Regions from separate parts of the Gossypium hirsutum genome. Here region 2 is linked to region 1. A link is a contact called in public Hi-C data. All regions are on one chromosome and are shown on one strand. Each heading gives the region's core, a stretch centred on a gene start, on an enhancer-like site or on the middle of the called end of the contact. The rest is flanking DNA. Distances are from core to core; before and after follow the strand shown.

Region 1 (3,075 bases), core at 399-2,898:
AGTGCCACCCATTGCAGGGACTATTACGAGTGGAATAAGAATCAATGAACCCAACATAGAAAGATAGTGCTGGAATCCATAAAGACCAATAGGAACTGAAAAAGAAAAAAAATGAAACAGTTAAAACATAATTATTATCAAATCACCAAAAACGCATTCTTGTAAAGTTGTAATAGCCTCTAATCTATTTCGAAAAAACATAAAATGTTCTTACCCATTCGAAATGAACATAAATACATATAAAAGAATTTCTTAGTTTCGTACCAAATCAACAGTCTTATCACAAATTTACAAGCAATGATACATCAAAATTATCAATAATTTTATCAGTAAAATGAAACAAAGAGCACATAGGCCACACCCAAAACGGCTAATAAACCTACAAAAAGAAAGCTAGCAATAAATCATACAAATAAGTATAACCACTAATCAATAAAAGCACAGAATTTTCACTCCAAATAGAAAATAAATCAATAAATAAACAAGTAATATTCCAAAAATTAAATAAATAAGTATAGCCTATTTCAGTTGTCAATTCAGACAAATATGACAGTATATACAAGCAAAACCTCAAAGACTAAATAAAAAAAATTAAAAAGGTAAGGATCTTTTACTTTCAGGTAACGTGGAGAGGGAAAAAAACAACAACGACAACAAACAAGCCACACTTGTAAAAAGAATCACAAACACCCATTTCAACAAACAAGTCGTTCATTCTCCCCCGGCTTTAAAAGAAAACAAAAGTGAAAAGTAAGAGAGAAAATTACCAAGACCAGGAGTATCTCTAAGCTCATATTTCATATGTGAGTGCCTTCCAACGAAGCCTTCATCATCTACATTCTGTGGCAATACATCCACCACATCCTCATTCCTAGAAGGCCTCCTAGTCGGCTGCTGCGGCTGTGGCGCCGCCCCATTATTAACTGTATGTCCGTTAGCAGCGGCAGCTGAGCTCCCTTTATTCGTCCCATCCGCCTCCCTCCTCTTCTTCACCGACTGATCCTTCTCTGCTGGACCCTTCTCACTCACCGGCTGCTCCCCATTCACAACCGGTGGTACTGGCCGAGCCCGACCCGCTTCAAGATCAGGTTGGTTCTCATTCTCTCTAGACCTCGGAGGCAAAGCTATTTGACCGGAGTCACTTGCATTTGTTTCCCCGGAGAATTTAGGCTTAAACCCAGTTCTCTTTGCCCAAGATGAAGGTGGAACGGGAGCAGGAGGCCGTGTTACAGGTTTGGGTCGGGTTTTGGGGTCAGAACTCGACATTAGAAAAGAAAGAAGAGCAAAATCTCTTAGTGGGTCATAGCTTTTAAGCTTGTAGATGAATAATACAGATCTGGGGTTCCAAAAAGGAGCTCAAAAGGCAGTGATTTTTTTAGGGTTTTTGAAGAGGTTTTCAAAGACTAGAAGAAGAGAAGTTTCTGTTGGGTTTGTAGTAAGAGAAAGGAAGAAAATGAGCTAACTTTAGACATTTTAGTACAGATAAAAGAGAGATAATAACAAGGGGAAGTGGGAGAGTGAGGGAGTGAGGAAGTGAGAGAAGGGGGAACTGTTTGGTGAAGTGGAGTAAAGAAAATTGAAAAGAGTAAAATGACAAAAGACAACAGAGACTGTGGTGGATGGAGCCAAGCCAAAACCGCGTTCTTTTTCCTACAGTTTCTTTTAACGGTGTTTGGTTTTTTAAATTATCCGTTTATTATTAGGTACTACATTTATTATTATTATTATTATTATTAATAAATTATTTTACAATTTTATATTAGTATTAAACATTTATATGTCTCGTGTTTAAATTTGCCGAATCTAACTTTCCCCGATATAATAGGGATATTTTAATAATTACTGTAAGATATTTTAGAGTTTGTTTAAAACCATGTTTATTAACGGCCAACTAAACTCTTTTATAGCCAAATATTATATATATATTTAATAAAATAAAATACACCATATATGAAAAGAATTTAATTGGATAAATCTTTCTCTCTTTTTTTTTGAAAAATTTAGAGAAATAGATTGTTTTTAAAGAGCGTATGTGAAAACAAGTCTAACTAGATACGTTCCCTGCATAGTTGGTAAAAAAGCTCAACCCAACTTTTAACCCGTATTTTTTTTACTCTTTTAATATCATTAGTTTTTTGTCAGATAATTAAATATTAGTGATTTTATCCTTAATCTCAGGTTCAATTCCTCTTTTGCTCATATTTATATTTTTTATTTTATTTTTTAAATATTTTTTTTATTTTTAATTAATATTTTTAATATATTAACTCTATTGGTTAAATGATTAAATAATATTGATTTTATCCTTTACTCCTAGGTTCAATTCATCTTTTGAAAACATTTGTAATTTTTATTTCATGTTGTTTCAAATTTTTTATTTTTTATTTATCTTTTTAATTAATAACTCTTTTATTTATAAAATCAAATAATTATTATAAATATCATTATTTTTAGTAATTACCATTTTTATATGTGTAATATTTATTTTTCAATCCTTATCATGAGTGTAGCAAATTTTAGCATTATATATTTTTATATGTGTATTTATAATATTTCACATATAAATATAATAATTATATTTGAAATAATTATTTCATTTTATAATAAGCTTTTTTAACCAGCTAGCACAAAAAATTAAATATTTATAAGAATGGCCCAACTTTAAAAACAATGACGGGAATGACCTAAAATAAACAGTGCCGGACGATGTCGACACCCCCATAGCCGAAACCCAAGTCAATCATCCCCAATCATTATCTTCTGATTGCATGAGGGTTTAAAAAAATAATTTTTTTGGTGCCGTCATTGTAATGGTTGACACTTATATGTATTTGTATTCTCCAATTCAAACAAAAATAATTTTTATTAGGTGTCGGCTTACACACACGTGGTCGGCACTGTGGTGGCTAGCACCCATGCCAGGTAAAAGTAAATTTTGATCTCATGTTTCTAGTGGCCGGCACTTAGGAAAAAATAATTTTTTTTCTATATTTTTATGTGCATGCACCCATTGTCGGTTATTTTTTTATTTTTGATCCCATGTTTCTAGTGGTTGGCATCCCAGTAAAAAACTTT
Region 2 (3,134 bases), core at 132-2,631, 64 kb after region 1:
ATTCTTCTTTAACAAAGGTGGGAAATGTGCTATGCCACCCTGCTAGGAATTTGAATGATCTTCTTTTAAAAACACCAAACTTTGGGCTAGTGGAAAGCAAAAGCGGTAGATGATCTGACTTAATGTGAGTAAGGTGCTGAACCAAGCATTGCGGAAACGTTGACATCCAATCATCATTTGCAAGTGCTCGATCTAATCTTAAAAATGTGCCACCTCGTTGCCAAGTGAAGGAAGGTCCACTAAAGCCTAAGTCCTGCAGAGCACAAGAGTCAACAAAATTACCAAAAAAATTACAACGTTCACCTATATTGAATGGACTTCTCTTTTCAGAGGGAGATAGTATAGTGTTAAAATCTCCCAGGATAAGCCAAGGGATAGAATGGTTAGGAGCGATAGATTGTAATCCTTCCCAAAGAAGCTTACGTTTCAACCTGTTAAGGCTACCATAAACAAAAGAAATAAAAAGAGGCTTATTGAAAATAAAATTATTGATGCGAAGAAAAATAAATTGTGGGTGACTAGAAATAATTTGAATTCGAATAGAATCCTTCCATCCCATCCAGTTACCACCTGAAAAGCTAACTACTTCAACACGATGGGATGAATTGAAACCCAATTGCTCTATAACAGAATTGGCTTTTTTACCATTTACTTTCGGTTCAACCAGACAAACAATATCTGGACTATGCTCCGAGTTATATTCACGAAAGGCTCGGATAAATTTTCTATTAGCACAACTTTGACAGTTCCATGAGAAAATTTTTAGATTAGGTTCCATCAAAATAAGAAATAAAATAAAATAAAATAAAGGTCAAAGCAACTAAAAAAATCAAAGTTTACGTAATAAAATTAAAAGGATTAAACCCTAAAAAAAAAACAAACAAAACCAGCCTTACTGCTTAGGGGTATTGAACCCCTCCAACTTCTCATCAATTTCGGAAAAACTTCCAGAATCATTCTCCTTGGCAATGACCGAAATACTTTCAGTCAACTGTTCCATGGATTTTTTTTAGGGAAACACGGTAGTAACTAGAATTTTTAAAATGAATATTGCTACCATGTAAGCTTTTATTTTGGTTACTGTTTTTGCCTCTGATTTTCAGGCCTTTTCCCGATTCAAAATTCCCTACCGGAGGCAAGGAGCCATTTAAGGGCTGAGACTCTTTGTTGTCGAAGAAAACGACTGCCGAGTGCTTGCCGGAATCAAGGTTCCCTACGTCGACCGACCCTTCACCTCTGTCAACCACCTTTAACTTCGAGGCCATTTGGTGCATAACAGACTCCCTTTCGGTGTGTAAAGATTCTCCAACGTTGGCCCGCTCAGTTCCAATTTTTGCCACTATTAGGGATCGGTCACTACTGCCATTACTGACAGCGTCCTATATCCTCCTTTCTTCTTGAACAGAACGGTCTAAAGAATTACAGGCCTGGATAGAAGAGTAAGCTTCTAGGCCCAATCCATTTGATAGCTTATCAACATTCTTTTCTGTTTTATTGGTGTGGGCCGATTTAGGACCTAGAATTGGAGTTTTATCCCTTATGCTAATCGGGCCAAACCCAATTTTGGAACTCTTCTCCTGGGATTTACCTTTGCTATTTTTCTTATTAATATCTGCATGCCCATTAAATTGAACCCCCGAGTTTTTTCTTCGTTGATCTTCAATTAAAATGTCTTTCCCTTTAATTTTTCAGAAATCAGCCATCTCCCTATCTTGCATTTCTATATTCTTCGAACTACTGAATCGAGAACCTTCTTTGTCTTTCTCATAAAATTCGGATAATTTTTGTTGACTATCTCGTGGCTTGCGCTTAGATTTCCTCTCTACAATCATCCACGGTCCGAAATTTCCATCTTTCTTCTCCGGTTCTTCAACGTTCAAATTTTGAATCTCTGGTTCCGCCTTAGGCGAGCCCCTGTTTCCCTCAGCCATGGATTCAGTAGATTTGAAATTGCAAATGTTTTCAACATGCCCGTACCATCCACAGTGAAAATAGATTGTGGACAGGGATTCATATTCAACCTTCTAATTTCGGCCATTAATCAAGATTTGAGACACCAAAGGCTCTTCTATGTTGACATAAACGACTAATCTAGCGAATCTTCCCCTCGTCCTGCTATCGGTGTTCATGCTAATTTGACAACTTTGCCCACAAGTTCACCAATTTCAGTAATTATTTTACGGTTGTAGAGATAACTAAGAAGCGTAGGGAATCTAATCCATGCCATCACTACACTTGGGTAAGCTTGTGTAGGATCGAAAGCCATCGTCCAAGTCTGAACAGTCAAATATTGGCCGAATATAGTCCACGGACCTTCAGAGAGAGCCTTTTCACAGTCTAATTTATTCTGAAATTTGACCAGAAAGTAGCCATTTTCAAATGTCCATCATGTGAATAGGGGTTGAGGGTCTCCACATGTTGTAAATCTTGTTCTGTAAAACTAAAAAATCAATGTTATGACCTAAGAGCTTTAAAATCACAGTATTATCCATACCTTGAATGAAGATTTGATGGATCCGATCTGAGAAAGTGATAGAAGGCACGCCATTCACAACAGATTTCTGTATGTCTCCTTCTACAATATCAATGGTGTCCTTTTCACCCGAGTTGTTAAATCCATCATTTGAGGAGTGACCGACAAGCATGTCTCTCCAAGAAGTAGGCTGGTCGGAGATCATCTCGACCACCATGTCATTGCTCATCCCATCCTTCTTGTCCTTGAACCTAACTTTCTTGGGTATCATCTCCTCCACAGTGGATTCCCCAGGGTCGGTAATATCACAGAGAGAATTCATATTTTCTTTTACTGTCTCGTTAATTTAGGTTATTTTATTTTCCTTTTTATTCCCTTTTAAGCTTTTTTCAAGCATTCAAATCATGGGTTTTTTTTTTCTTTTAGGTATACAATGCTTCAACTTTACTCTTTACTTATTTATTTATTCTTTTTTGGATATGTAAATAGGCAGTTCTTTATTCATTTACTTTGAAATCCTCTTAATCCTGACTTGGAGCTCTTAATTGTGGGTGTAATCACATGTTCTTTTTAAATATTTCCAAAAATTACATAAAGTAAGATTCCAAATTTATTTTTATGACTTAAAAATAGTTTTATGAATCATAGTGAGTAAACTCAA

The links. Hi-C and Micro-C count contacts between places; a contact is called where the count stands out from the background.
Region 2: a Hi-C map of hypocotyl shows a contact between it and region 1, with 2.7 times the contacts expected there. The contact joins the enhancer-like site here to the promoter of LOC107953293 in region 1. A contact is called at or near these places in 6 of 34 Hi-C or Micro-C datasets (callus, hypocotyl, leaf and 1 more).

Annotation. Positions count from the first base shown.
Region 1 is chrA07:19,831,463-19,834,537 of Gossypium_hirsutum_v2.1, forward strand. LOC107953293 (nucleobase-ascorbate transporter 12) reads right to left here and starts at 1,649. Exons shown (of 10, transcript XM_016888543.2): 1 at 768-1,649; 2 at 1-95. The coding sequence starts at 1,266.
Region 2 is chrA07:19,895,255-19,898,388 of Gossypium_hirsutum_v2.1, forward strand. No RefSeq gene overlaps it. Among protein-coding and RNA genes, the nearest start is that of LOC107953290, 5.1 kb to the right of the region's middle. Within about 2 kb of position 1,382, at least 9 of the 9 cell types and tissues checked have an H3K27ac peak or open chromatin away from gene starts, as enhancers often do. A contact at or near this core is called in hypocotyl and leaf, where this site is marked.